Regions from separate parts of the Oryzias latipes genome. Here region 2 is linked to region 1. A link is a contact called in public Hi-C data. All regions are on one chromosome and are shown on one strand. Each heading gives the region's core, a stretch centred on a gene start, on an enhancer-like site or on the middle of the called end of the contact. The rest is flanking DNA. Distances are from core to core; before and after follow the strand shown.

Region 1 (7,310 bases), core at 2,042-4,541:
GGCAACATGGAAACCATGCAGGATAGTCTGCCCCAGGGACCAGGGATGGGAAACACTGATGTAGAAGATGGAAAATATTCAGTTGGTTCCATATTACAGATTGTGCCACTAGGCGTCACTGCATGCTGGACGTTGAAGTCCCACTCCCATCATCTTTTTATCTGTTGTCAAAGCGTTCCCAGTGGTCTTTTAATTATGAGCATGCTGTTTTAGGCAAAAATAACTTTTAAAAAGTGTTATTTTCCGCAGAGCGGCAGGAGTTCATCAGAAACTCCCCTCTGAGTTGTGGACAGGACTAAGTCTGCCCTCATTTCCCATCATCCATCTGTGTACATGCTCTCCCGCTAGCTTACAATCCTTACACCCCAACCTAACATTAGTGCTGCAAGAAAAACGGTGGGCAATATTGTAGCCATAGAGCTCTGATCCAGATTACAGCTGGGACGAGGAAAACAAAGACGTTCATGGATCTGTTTATGATCTGTTGGTGGATGATCAGAATGGAGCAGAGCAGGAAGACTTGAAGCTTCAATGTCACAGCTTCAATCTTTTTAAACTGCATTTTTTTCATTGGTTCCTGATTCACAATTTGAATAAAGAAATACCAAGGAATGCTATTTATATATTTATTCATATATGTCATCCATCATGAGAGAAATGCTCCAAGAACATGTTAAAAACACCAAAAACACCATTTTCCTCATTGGAGTGGGTCTTTATAAAGACACAGGACAGAAATGTTTTTCTAATTTGTGAAACAGCTTTATCTGTTTTTTCTTATTTATTTGAGGGAAATAAGAGATCGCTTTTAGGCTTCCTTTGAAAGGAAAAGTGTGTTCTAAATTAAATTAACAAATATTAACATTTTCAATAATTTGGAGGAAAAAAAACTGCTTTCGTTTTTTTGCTGTGAAACCTGCTAAACTGTTGAGAAAAGCTAGAGTTTGTTGATTCTGGATTGCAAAAGCAGTTCAAATTATTTAATGCAAAAATATCTTATGATAAAGTAGAGCTTATTGATCAAAGGGAAACATTTAAAAGGATTTTCTGCTGTCATAACTGTCAGTTCAAACATTTGAATTATTTATTTTAAACAGGTTTTCAAAAACAACCAGCTTTATATGCTGTACATTTTAGTCTAGCGCTGCTCTGAAAGAACTGGACTGACTCATCAGTTAATTGATTATCTGCCTGCACACAGATAATAGGTGAGGTGATAATCACCTGCAGGTTATCAAATCAACGTTTTTCTACAGTGAAACCTAAAAGACAAACTAAGAATAAATCCATCTTCACTTTATTCTTTTTTAAGAAACAAAATCTGCAGGAAGGATGGCAAACACGTTTTTGCATTCAAAGAGAGGGCAGCAGTAGGGGGTGGCCTTGTTTTCTGTGGGCAGGGGGGGCTGCACGGGGGAGCAGAAGGACCTAAGAGACCCAGCTGGCAGACTGACAACCAGGCAGGAGGGTGTTTGAGCCCCCCACACATGGGACATGTGAATGTGATCAACTCCTGCGGGATAAAGCCATCACAGCAGAGCCAGCAAAGCTGATTAAGTCTCTTGTGTCTCCACCAAACCAGGGAGGAAGGCCCAGCAGACATGCGCGCGCGCGTTCGAGCGAGCTCACGTTTGAAATAATACTCTCATCAGTCTTATGCAAATACATTCACGTCCCATCTGGCAAAAAGGAGGTTTGGTCTTTGATAAACTCTCCTCAACTTTAGAGTTGAAAGATGGGAAAAGAACCAGAAACGCAGAGCGCGAGTTTACAGATTCCTGACGAATAAAGATGCGTTCATATCTGAACCCAGAACATCAAACTATTAATACCCTCCCACATCCACGGAGCCAGCAGACTGTCAGATGTGAAAAGTTTGATTTTGAGAGGAAACAGTCGAATCTGCGGGGAATCCCTCAGGATTAAACTGATGCTTGTTTTGACATTTTCAGGAGTTTGTCTGAAGGACAATAAAAACAGTCCGTTCTAACTTTAGGGGTTGAATGCACCTGACTGACTGACTGCGTGAACCTGTTGAGAGACGGCAGCCACGCACCTTGAGGTAGTCGTTTTCAGATCTCAGATCCTCGATCTCCCGCTGCAGATCCTCCTCGGTCACCTCCTTGGCTGCGGGCTGTTTGACCTGTGCGCCGGCGGAGCCGCTCTCCGGTTTGCTGTCCTGTGCGCGCGCGCTTCCCTTGGCGGCGGGAGAGTCGCTCGTGCGCGGCGGCGCTGCGGCTGGCGCTCCCGGTTGGTCCCGGTCACTGGAGCCGGTACCGGACTCCGCGTCGCTACTTGCGGCAGGTGCCGCCCTCTGCTCGTCCGACAGCGGTTCGGACGGGCAATCCGACAAGTCGGAGCTGCTGTCGGTCTGAGTGACCCGGGCCAGACGGGCCCCTGTGGGGACCCGGATCGGGGATCCATGGCTGAACGGGCCCGGAGAACCCGCGGGTAATTTCCCCTTCTTGCCTTTGGTGAGGACCGGACTGCCAGCGGTGTCCGGCTTGGTGCTGGCGGCTTTGGGCTCGGTTGCTGCGTGCTGGGGCGGCTTTGCGGGCTTTTTCGCGGCAGCAGACCTGGTGCTACTTTTGACTGTGGCTGGTTTCTCCTTGGACCCAGCTGTGCTGCGTCTGGAGCTGCGGTTCTGGTGGGCTAAGGACACTGGGGCGCACTGCTGCTGCTGCTGCTTGGAGAGTTTGGGGGATTTGGGTCCGATGGCAGGTGGTTTGGCGGAGCGGGACGGCACATCCTTCAGGAAGGGTCTGGCCGGGGACGGCGCTCGGTTCGGTCTCTTCTTCTCCGGCTGCTGGCTGTGCGCTTTTGTGTCGCCACCGGAGCCATTGGAGCTCTCCATTATACACCGGCGGGAGCGGAGTGGAGGAGGAAGCGATCAATTCGCGGCCCCGCAGAAAAGCTGCCCGGTTTCGCTGCTCCCCTCCTCACCGGGGTGCGCATCCTGCGGTCTGCGAGGTCTCCTTCACTCCATCCCGGCTGCTGTGACCCCGTAGTCCCGTTTCGAAGGAAAGGCTGCCGGTAAACGCGGATAATCGGCGCAGACCCGGTGAGTGACAGGTGGCATCCGCTGCCTGAAGGAGCCAAAGTTGGTCAGACGGATCCGCGGCGGCGCTCCTCCTCCTCCTCCGCAGGCCGGCTCTCCATCCCCGCGCGTCCTCCTGCTCCCGTGAAGCTCTGCAATCACTGCGGCGCGAGGCTCGACGCTCGTCAGCTCCTACGGCGCGCATGCGCCCTGGCCCCGCCAGCACACCCCTTGTTTACTCCGGGACCAGGTTTGACACGCACGCGCTGCTGCGCATGTCAGAACGGAGCACGCCTTTCCTCTCAGAGCGCGCGTCACGGTTGATGAAGATTCCCACAGCAAATGAAAGACTCCGGTCTAGCAATAAATATAGACATCTTTAATAGCATCTCATTAGTTCCAGAATGCCAAAAAGTTATAAATACAACAAACCTGCTTTTTCCATCATGAATTACAAAAAAAATGAAGACAGGTTTAATACAAAGTAAAGTCTGCGCCTTTAAAGAATACAGATCGAAGCATGTCAGATGTAGTATTAGGCTTGGTTGTTACACTTAGGGGTTAGTAGCAAAAAGACAGACAGGTCCTGTTCTGAAAACAAAAATTCTAGATTTTCTACAAAAACCCTTTTGACTGAGTCCAATCATAGAAATGTAAGGATTTTATTTTGGTACAAAACCTTTTCTTGGATGGACATGGTGCCTTTTTAAACCTTTAAAAGCTAAAATTGAGCATAAAACGTCAATAAAAAAAGTCTTTTTAGGCCATCAAATTTACATTAACATCATATCTCCCCCTAAATGCCACAGCTCAACAAACATATGAAGGATTATTGTTTTCTAAGAGCACGGGAGGAAGTATAGCACATATATGTCCATGTAGTGGGTTTAAATAAACGTCAGACATGGACTCAGTTGGGAGAAAACCGTGAAGGAAATTCCTGTCCGCTCCGTAAAGGAACATTTGAAGCAGGGATTTAACATTGCAGCCGTCAGAAAAAAAACATTTCATTCAAAGACTCTGCAGGAGCGTCTTTTTATCAGACATGACTCAACAGAGCTGATCTGGTTTCTGCAGTTTTTTGGGGGACTGCATGGAGGAGGGTGGGTGGGTGGGTGGGGGGTGTATTTGTATGAAATCTGGCACTTGAATACGAAATGCTGCCACGTCCCAGAAACCAGACCTTTCGTTGGATTCAACACTCGGACTTGATTGAGCCCGTCCTCAAAAAAAAAAAAAAAAAAAAAAAAACAATCAGGCCTTTTTTCAAGTTTCCTGAGTCGAACACTGAACAAAACCGCCTTGCACTTTGCCCCAAAAAAGGAAACTTGGAGTTTAGCAATAAAACACAAACACCACAGAAATATTAGTCACAATAAAGAAAAAAGAGATGTGCACTTGATTTTCCTCTCCACATCCTCAGGTAGTGAAGGGTTACTTGCTCCAGCCTACATTACCCATCTCTCTTTGCGTCTCCAGTTCACTCTGAGCCTCACTCTCTGCTGAGGCTGCACTGATCTTCAGGGTGCTAAACTACAACTGTTCTCCCCCTTCACTGAGAGACTCTAGTGTCAAATATGACATCCTCGGAAAAAATATATATATAGCAGTTACAGATACTAGAAAACGGAATAAGTTAGAATCACCACTAAAATAAAAACAAGGCCCTTTTTCTGTGGGTCATCATGGCACCACGGCATGTTTACGGTGTGTTTCGCTTCCTTCAACCCAAATGACTTAAAGAATGTTCATCTGTATATAAAGTAGTTCAGCTGTGAACCCAGAGAGTAAACTTCTCTTTATTTTCTGTCTTCCAGAGGTGATGCGCCGGGCTAACTTGGACAAGATGTGGAGACAAAGAGAGAGAAGGATATTACTGCCCTTAGAAAATGTGCAACTTTTCCTGGAGAGCTCTCTATGTGGAAGGCACATGCAGGCACAGCTGGGTTAACCATCGATGCAATGAGGTAGTCGGGGTCACATGTAGACAGTGAGGTGGTACTAGGATAAAGAAGAATCTCCAGGCCTAAAGGTTAGTGTATGCTGCATATCTGAGAAGAGAAACGGAGGAAGATAATACTGCTGCTTTGACAGTTCATGCATCATTTACAGCAGCCTTCAACCATCCACACAGCTGCTGTGTGTCGCCCCCCAGTGGAGCCACGTGTCCACTGCACGCTGGGGTTTCTATGTGCTTTGTGAGAGAGGGATGATGGGAGAGACTCAGCAACAACGCATGCGGGGCGGGGGCAGTTCTGGCGGTACTTCCGGCTCCGGCTGCAGGGACAGAACGCTGTTGGACAGCTCCTTGCTGGGAACTTCCAGAGGCATCTGCAAAACCAGGAGCAGAAACACAACTTAGTGCAGCACACGAAAGCAACAAGCACGACAGTTCCCACAACAGGTCACACAATGACTTCTCACAGTCGCGCTCTGATCGTCTTCTGACCTATTTTCAAAGCGTTCCCAGCTGTCTTAATTATAATCATCAGCCAAAATCCAAAACCTGTTGTGTTTTTCTAGAACATAGTTTCTGCAGAGCGGCAGGAGTTCAGACATTCTCCTCCAAGTTGTGGATAAAACTCAACTCCAACGGCTCCAATTCCTATCATCTACCCATTTACAGCCTCTCCCACTAGCTTACAGCCCCTCACAACCTGAAAGTAATAATAATCAGAGTGATCCAGTTGTGATCCAGATTCCAGCTCCGACCAGGACCACAAAGACGTTCGTGGATCCGTTTGTCTGCAGGTGGATGATCAGAATGGAGCAGAGCAGGAAAACTTGAAATTAATTTTCAAACGGCCTTTTTTCATCTGCTCCTGATTCACAACGGTTTGAGTAAAGAAATACCCAGAAACGTCACTTTGAGTTTAATTTTCTTAAACGTATGTCCTCCGTCATCAGAAAAATGCCACAAGAACATTTTAAAAAGGACAAAAACAGTTTTCGGAGAGGATCTTTAAAAGGTAAGAGATTTGAAGTAAGTACATTTTTTTTAAGGAAAGACGACAAAAAAAGATGTTTGTTTCATGTCATAAACAAAAAAAAAGAAACAACCTTTTCATACAAGTAAAGAATGAAAGCAAAGGCCCTGTGCTTACAGAACAGTCAAAGCTGTGCATGTTTATGCTGTTAATTTCTGTTAAAGGGCCTGTTTCGTGCAAAATCAACTTTTTGAAGCTTTTAAGTGCAACATAAAAATCTCATTTTTGACTCACCAGACTAGTTGACAGGGAGATCAAAAAAATCTACCAATCAAGTTATAGCATTATTTTACAAAGAAAAACTATAGGTGTTTTTTTTTTAAATGATATTACATTAAATACAAACAGAAGAAGTCACAACATCATGAAAACAGTTTTTTTTTCTGAGGAACTCTTGCATTGATTTCTAATCAATCTTTGCTTCTGCTTATTAATTTATGAAATGTTTTCTTTTTCATCACAAATGAGTTGTTTGTGTTTTGTGCTGAAAAACTCCCCCATGAGAAGAGGGTGTTTGGTCCGTCACCTGTAGTCTGAACAAACTGTCAAGTCAAATTCAAAGCTGCAGGGAAAACAAGGACAGATTTACTAAAGCGGAGCAGAAAAAGCCCTTTTTCTTAATTCTGCCTCCAGTTGACATGAAATCGGAACAAAACCATCCTTAAAACATGACCGTGTTTTGGATTCTTGACAGTACAGATGCAGCTCTGCAGCGTGTGATGTGAAGGATGACCGTGCACGTACGTGCACTCACGTAGGCACACTGTTTAGTCAACTCGCTCTTGAGGTGTGGAGAAAATTGACCGAATTCTGGGTCAGAGTGTCCTGGTTTCTACTTCTTCCCCCCTGTGGAAACGGGGTTTGCTGCTGTGGCCTCGATGCAGACCAAAAACTGGACCCTGAAAATGATCTCAGTGACCGTCGGACAACTGCAGAAGCAGGTTTAGGACAGGACTTGCAGCAACAAGCAGGACCATGAAAGTTACTGAAAGGATGGAAGGATTAAAAGGTCTCAATTCTGCATAAAACACCTTTTTTTAATTGTTTCTCTATGCGAGAACGTCTGGTCATCTGCATCAGTTAGAACTCAGGAAGCCGCTGTGATGTGCAGTTCTGACTCGGATGAGCAGGGGAACAGCTCCTTCACGAACCTTTAAAGTTCTGCCACAGAATCGGAGTTGATGTGACCCGAACGACAGAGAATCTTCACAGACAGTAGAGTTGCATGAAAACGAGATTGAGTTTTTGTACCATCATCATTTGAAAGCCCTTTTCTAATGATGTCA
Region 2 (7,310 bases), core at 2,366-4,865, 170 kb before region 1:
TCTTCCCGCCAGGCCTCAAATACAGTTGAATGATTTTAGAGGAAACATTGGTGCAGATTAAGTCCTTAGTTTAAAGTGTGTGTCATAACCTGACTGTAAAAAACTAAAAAAAGACTAAATATTTAACCCTGCAGAACCCAGGAGCAACTTGCTACTGGGCTTTTAAAGACAATTTGTTTTTTGGATGAACACTAAAAAAACAAGTGTCGTGTAAAGCGTATGAGTTTAGGCTTTGCAGGACGAGATTTTATTGTGGACTTTAAAAAAAAGAAAAAAAAACTTTAAAACTTTATAGTCTCTAAAGAAGACGGCATGATTCTGTCCAAAGTTAGTGCTTGCATGGATTTTCAGTGAGTCGGTGTTAAAACATGATTCTGCTGCGCCTGAAGTAATGATTTCCACAGGGAGGACCTGTAAAAGACTTTAAAACTACAAAAAAAAAAAAAATAAGAGGCAAAAACCACTAGTCTGCCACCAAACCAAACACTGCAAGACACGTGTGCAAAAAAAAAAAAAAAAAAAAGGGACCAAGTCAAGAAACATTTTTAGGACTTGAAACCCTTGTTGTCACACCACAAGTGTTGTAAAAACGGCATTGCAGGAAAGCCACAGTTGTGGTGCATTACTGTCACCCTGTTGTTGTGACTGAACTCAGCATCACATTCTCTGAAACCACAGTTACATGTGCTGCCGTCAGCTCATCACTTCTATCACAGGCCTTCAGACCATCATGACATGAAGCCTTTTGTCGGGAGAGTTTACTCTTCACATTCTACGCTAATGACACGCCAATTCATGAGCCTGATAGGATTATCATCCAGATTACAGACTGCTGATTTAATGTCTTATGTGTAGTGGTTTGTCCTACGGAAAAAACAAAAAAAGAGACACAAAAAAAGTCTTGTATATGTGGGTTTTCTCTGGTTTCCTCCCAAAGTCCAAATAAATGCTCCATAGGGTAATTGATGATTCTAAATTGCACCTATACGTTTGCATGTGTGTATGCTTGTGTGGTCCTTTGACAGACCGTCCAGGTTGGGCCCTGCCTTCACCCGGCAGTAGCAGGGACAGGCTCACGACTTGGAAAATTGTGAAAAGACTCGTAGTCTTGACTCCATAGCGCACTCAAAGCTCCTCTGAATCTACTTTACTGAAGTTCTGTCATCATGCTGGAAATGTGAGCATAGAAAAGAAATATTCATGAAAACCTCACTCAGCAGAGGACAAAAACTCACCCGTTCCTGACCAGCCGTGTCCCAGATCAGAAACTTGTGCAGCTCATTCCCACAGGGGACGGTTTTGGTCAGGAATGATGCTCTGTGGAGGATTCAGCGGATTACACAAGCATTCAAATATCCAGTATTTAAAGACCTACTCCAATGAAAAAGGACTTTTTGGTGTTTTAACATGTTTTTCTAATATTTTTCTAATGATGGAGGACAATCGTGCTGTTCTTAAGCCTTTCAGAGTAAACTGTAACCATTTATATGATGGTATATGATAGTATATTACCTTTAGCACACTAAAGAACACATTTTTTTCATTAAATGCGATTTATTTTCACACCTCATTTTTATACCGGAATTAGACGCCTCGATCTCTGAGGCTCCGCCTTTTGCTGCTTGTGGGTGTTATGACGTCATCACAGTGGCGGCCTCTGCGTTTCTCCCACGAAAACAACCGAACTTTTACAAAGATGGATGTAAATCTCGTGCATAGAAAGGGGAAGCATTCAGCTAATCACCACTAGCTCCACTGAAAAAGTGGGCGTGTCTGTTAGCCTGGAGGCGGGACTGGCAGCACAGACTCTTCCTGAAAGGGGCGGGAACTCAGAGAGCAGGTAGAGGAATACTCAGAAATGTCTAGACGAGTCAAAACACCACTTTGGGGTTGTGTTTTTTTATTTTGTGAGGAATTAACATTATAATACGCTTAAAACGTTGATTTTGCATGATATAAAACCCCCGTTTCTCTATCAGGAGACTGGACTCCAATCCCAGTGTCCTCTGCCAGGAGGATGGCACCCTCACCCCACCCTCACCCCCCTTTGCAGCCCAGCCCTCAATGACTCAAAGCCTGCATACAAACAAACACAAAAACAACATATATCGTTTATTTTACTCTATTAATCAGATGAGTAAAATATATTTGTGTAGTTGATTTCGCAATTAAGATCTAGTATGTAAGGTAGTTCACACTTAACACGCATCGGATTGTATTTTATTTTTAAAGGCTGGTTCTGGTAAAAATGTTCACATTTCCACTGTTTTTTTGTTGTTTTTTTCTTGAGCTGAATACAACCCTGACACAATTATGAATGAATAAATCCACAACCTTGAATAGACTTTTCCATCTGTCTAAGCCCCTCCTCCGCCTCTCTACCTGCTAAAGAAATACACAGCAGCAGGTTGACACGGCAGTTGGGCGCCCTAGCACAAATTTTGTTAACTTTATGGGGAAGTGGGCGGCTCTAGTCCAGGATAGAAAACTGTCAAAGTTTTTAGTGGGTTTTTTCTTGCGGGGGGCGCCCCCTACAAGATTGCGCCCTGGGCGACCGCCCATAGAAAAAACCACTGCCTCCTGGTTGTTGTTCTCCGTCTCTGTGTTGGTGTTTGGTGGACATTTCAGGACGCTTGTCCCGCACTTACCCGATGGTCGGGCTGATGTTGTGATCGAAGTGGTCCTGAACGAACCGGCATACGATGCTGGACTTCCCGACTCCAGTGTCCTGGAACCAAAAAGGGGTACGCGTCAGTCCCGCATGAGTCACGCATCCTTCACCCCATCTCATCGGGACAGGAGCAGCATGCGGTGTGTTCAGGAGGTCGTTTACAGCGGTCGTGTGTGTGGGGACATAGTGACAGTTCGGTTAACTTAGTCCTCATCTGCGTGACGGGAGCCTGGAAGGGCCACGAAGCTCGAAAAAGTTCAGAGTTCATCGTTTTAGTTTATGAAAAACACAATGGCGGCGCTTTTTAAATAAAAGATCACAAAGTATACTGGATCAAACCAACGCAGAAAAAGACAGCACGGGGGGGGGGGGGTTCTTCTCCCCTATTTTCTGCTAACGCAGCAGAAAAATCTCTAACGTCTGCGGTCAGCGATGAAACAAGCTTTTAAAACGTCTTAAATAAAGTTGAAAGGTAGGACGAAATATTTTTGTTTAAAACCTGCGATGCGAAGCTCTACATGAACCCCCCCCCCCCCCCCCCCCAAATCTGTTTTCCTCAGAAACATTTGAAGTATTTCTGTTTTCAAACACGACAGGCAAGGAGAAGTGAGGGGAAAGTCCATTTAAACATTTACTTAAGTGACAAAAGGGGCATTTAATGTTTGGAGTTGAAGTTGCAGCCAACTAAAGAGGAATTTTCTCCGGAGTGCATCATCAAAGAAAAACTCACCCCTAAAAGACAAACTTTGAGCTCCCGGATGGCCATGGCGGGTCCTGGAACTAAGCGGTTAGATCATCGTTGAAATGCGCGGATTCAGTGTCTTCGCTCCTCCATGCTGCCGAAATCTCCTTTTCTCAGATTAAAAAAAACGACCAAGCCCTGACACAGCCTGGCCATCCTCCGGAGAAGCCCGTTTGATGGAAAAAAAAGAGAAAAAAAAGCAACAAATGGGAAACTTCCGGCGGCGTCTTTCAAAGTAAAAGCTTTTTATGACGTCGGTCATCTGTACACTTGGAGGTTTTCAATCAATACTGCAAATGTCATCAAGTTTTTATTTAAATCTAAGCCGAGTTTTTGTTCGAAGGTACTTATTAATTTTAGTTACAGATCTGAGGACTGAAAACTGAAGTATAAAGTACCATAAACTAAAATGTGTAACAGAAATGAATGCTTTTGAAGAAACTAGAACATTAAACATATCTTTTTGTGTAAATATAGTAGGTTAAAAAAAAGCAGTTGAAGGTGAAACAATTTAAATAAAAGAAACCAAATCCAGTCTGCTTCCTTACCTTCTGTTACGGTAACTGAAATCAACCTGGATAAATACAAATTTACACACAACTTTATGTAAAATCATACATATACATTTATCAAAGTAAATGACAACCACACACACCAACAAAAATATGTGTACTGTAGGCTGCAAATGAAACAGTTTTCATATTTTCTGTTGAGTTTATTTGGTTTTAAAATCTAATCATTTCACAGCTTTTATTTTGGTGGGATTTTGTTAACATTGACAAGCTAGATTTCTAAAAGAAAGTCCTTAACTTTCTCACCATTCGAGTCCAACAGCCTCTTTTAGAGAAATGCACAGGTTTATAAACCAGGAAGCAGATTTGAAACAAGACGTCAAGTGCTAAATGAGGAAAAAACACTTTCAGGATCAAAAACGTTTGGGCGAGAAAAAGTTTTAAGAATGATACTTTATTCTTCACAGCATTAGTTTGTCTGTAACAATCTGCTACCAAAGCTCAGAGCGATATGAAAATAAGCTGACGGGAGCTGCTGAGCCCAATCCGGCGTGTTTCAGTCACAGGATTCACAACACTGGATCAGGAGTCCTGATGAAATCGCCACAGTTTGCAAACCGTGACTCAAGTGGGGGGTGGGGGGTGTTACGCTTGCATTATTCACACACTTTAAGTGATTAACCACAAGAAAACATAAACGCTGAAAAGAACATTTGCATTTTCACATAAACACCCGACTGAAAGTCGGTCATGCCAAGCGCCTTGAAATAACTCTGAACTATGAAATGCTCTGCAGCCGCGGGTTTGAGGCCAAATGAAGGGTTTTCCAGCTGATGGGCTGCATCTCTTCACACATTCAAACAGAGCCTGCACATCACCAAAGATGCACAACATGAAACTAAACACACGTGACGTTTCCCGTGTTCGCCGTACGCTGCTGCGTATCGGTTTGCTGCTCATCAGCCGTGAAGAGCAACACAGATCTGCTGTTTAAAGAAACCGTTGACTCATTTAAACATTAATGGAAGGCTTTGATTAAAAAAAAAGACGTATTTAGTTTTTGATGCCAGAATATTAGATAAAATATATCCTATGCAGATAGACCGATCCTAAAGTCTTCAATACTGAAATGTCTAAATCAGTGGTTCTCTTGGAATAGTCGGGGTTCTTACTTTATGGCACAGTGGTCATTTCCTGACATGCTTCATTCGCCTTAAGCTGACTTACGAGGACTACTCTTTATTCGATCCTAACCCGAATCATTTAAAGCACAGGGTTCTCTCGCACCCCTCCCTTCAGAAATGGCTTCATTTCTGCTCCCCCCCCCCCCCCCTCTCTCTTTCACGGTCTTGGCACAGCAGATATAACAACGTGGTCCCTGCAAACGTCTTGGCTTCTGCTAAAGCTGCATTCCTCCCTGGAAACTGAAGAGGTTTAGGTGCTGGGGCCTGGACACTAGCCTTCTTCTTGGACACCTGTTTTAAGAACAAAAACCCCCCATCTTTGCGAGCTTCAGCGGACCCCTACAGCTGACCAGCGGTGGAGACGGACAGCTTCGCTCGGCTCACATGTTGGTGTCTCTCCTGTCTTTGCTCGGCGAGGGCTTCGCAGGATCCTTTGCGGTTTTTCCATTGGTCAGGGTTGCCGTGTCAGTGGGAGGAGCCGTGGGGACGGCGGCGCGTTTGGTGTGCTCTTCGCTGCGTGCCTCCGGGCTCGGCTGTGTGGGAGGGGCCTGCTCCGCCGCCGGCGGCACTGCCACTTCCTGTTGCTGTTTGTGGCTCTGGAGGAGGCGGAGCTGGACTCTGAGCTCCAGGATGGCCTCCTGCTCCTCATGGATGGCCTGGTTCAGGTGGGTGTTTTTGTTCTGTGGGGACACCAAAACATATTTATTCTCCACACTAAAAAGCTTCACACAGCCCAGCTTGGCATCTTTTCTCACCTCCAACTCCTCGTTTTGCTTCTGCAGATCTTCTAGAATCATCTGAAGCTCCTCCTCATCTTCACTCTCACTCTCGCTGTCAGATGAATACTCCTCCGTCTCACTGCGACCCTGCTGCCGGCTAATCAGACATCTCCAGGTCACAGTGGGAACCACGCCCCCCCCCCTGCCTGCTCCAGGTCCTCCCCTTACCTCTGTATGTCAGCGATCTCCGCTCGCAGCCTCTCAATCTCTTCCTTCTCAGTAGCAATCTGTCTGCGCAGCACCTGCTCCAGGGAGATCAGCTCCTCCTGCTCCGTCAGGATCTCGTTTTCCTGATTTTACAGAGGAATAAAACCCTGTTGTAGTTTCCAACTGCAAGCAGAATTCAAAGGTTTGGGTGAATTGTGCACCTGTGATAACAGCAGGTGGATGACTTCCTCTTCGTTCTCGGTCATTTCCTCTTTTGAAACATCTTCCTTTGACAAGCTGGCGATCTCCTGGGCAATCTTGCTCTCACACTCCTGATGCCCACAGAGGTTTGGTGTAAAGACGACGTCAGACAGATCTCTCTCTGTTCCCGCACGGGGACAGCTTACCTGACGCTTCGCCTCCCTCAGCTTGCGTTTCAGAGCAGTCAGGATCCTCTGAACCTCCCAGAGTCGCTCCTCTTTGGATAAATCCTTCACACCCGCCTGCAGGTCTCTGTGCAAGCAGTTCAGGAGGAACTCCTGCCAACAAACACCGTCATAGTACTGCTTCAATCTGATGCTGCAGCAGCCAAGCATTTTCATTTATTAAAGAGGAAAAACAGTCGAATGCTGCTGTCGCTGTGACACTAAGCTAAGCTAAAAAAAAAAAAAAAGGTCAAACTTTGGCTGGAGTGAGCTCACCTGCCGACGGATCTCCTCTTTGATGCTCTCCGCCGTCTCAGGCAGCGCCGGCATCGTTGCCATGTTGGACCAGCGCAGCGGCCGCACCACCGGCTTCAAGACGACGTCTCCAAACAGCTCCTTCACGTGAGTGAAGAACACATACAGAACCCGGTTCCCAATCTGAAATCATCAAAAAGAGGAGTCACACGGGTTTCTGTTGTGAGGCTGGACTCTTTCTGCAACATACAAACATGAACCTCACATATTTACAGGGTGGATTCCAGTCACTGAACATCCTGTTTCAAGTATCTGTCCTGCTGCTGCTGCTGCTACTGGGGAATAAGTGGAGCAGCAGCAGCAGCAGCAGCAGCAGAGACATGTCCTGCGAGGATAAATTAGCTCCATTAAACTGGGCCAGAGTGTCAGAGATGAACTGACTTACTGATCCAAATAGAAGTGGGTTGCTGGGCTGATTAAAGCCCATCATTTCTTATTCATATTGAGTCTGCATGTTGCTGCTGGGTGTCCCTGTGCCGGTCCCCAGCCCGGATAATATACAAGTTTCTGTCAGGAGGGGCATCCGGCGTAAAAA

The links. A called contact is a pair of places that touch in the nucleus more often than the background predicts.
Region 2: a Hi-C map of embryo shows a contact between it and region 1, with 3 times the contacts expected there. The contact joins the promoter of rab31 here to the promoter of mtcl1 in region 1. A contact is called at or near these places in 2 of 5 Hi-C or Micro-C datasets (embryo and fibroblasts).

Annotation. Positions count from the first base shown.
Region 1 is chr17:4,635,027-4,642,336 of ASM223467v1, reverse strand. mtcl1 (microtubule cross-linking factor 1) reads right to left here and starts at 3,291. Exons shown (of 14, transcript XM_023965338.1): 1 at 2,057-3,291. The coding sequence starts at 2,854. It overlaps rab12 (ras-related protein Rab-12), which reads right to left. Exons shown (of 6, transcript XM_023965346.1): 6 at 3,402-5,368. The coding sequence ends at 5,261.
Region 2 is chr17:4,808,379-4,815,688 of ASM223467v1, reverse strand. rab31 (ras-related protein Rab-31) reads right to left here and starts at 3,615. Exons shown (of 7, transcript XM_004078617.4): 1 at 3,402-3,615; 2 at 2,649-2,728; 3 at 1,236-1,317. The coding sequence starts at 3,437. ralbp1 (ralA-binding protein 1) reads right to left here. Exons shown (of 10, transcript XM_023965253.1): 5 at 6,737-6,898; 6 at 6,443-6,574; 7 at 6,257-6,367; 8 at 6,057-6,178; 9 at 5,865-5,985; 10 at 5,490-5,789. The coding sequence ends at 5,490.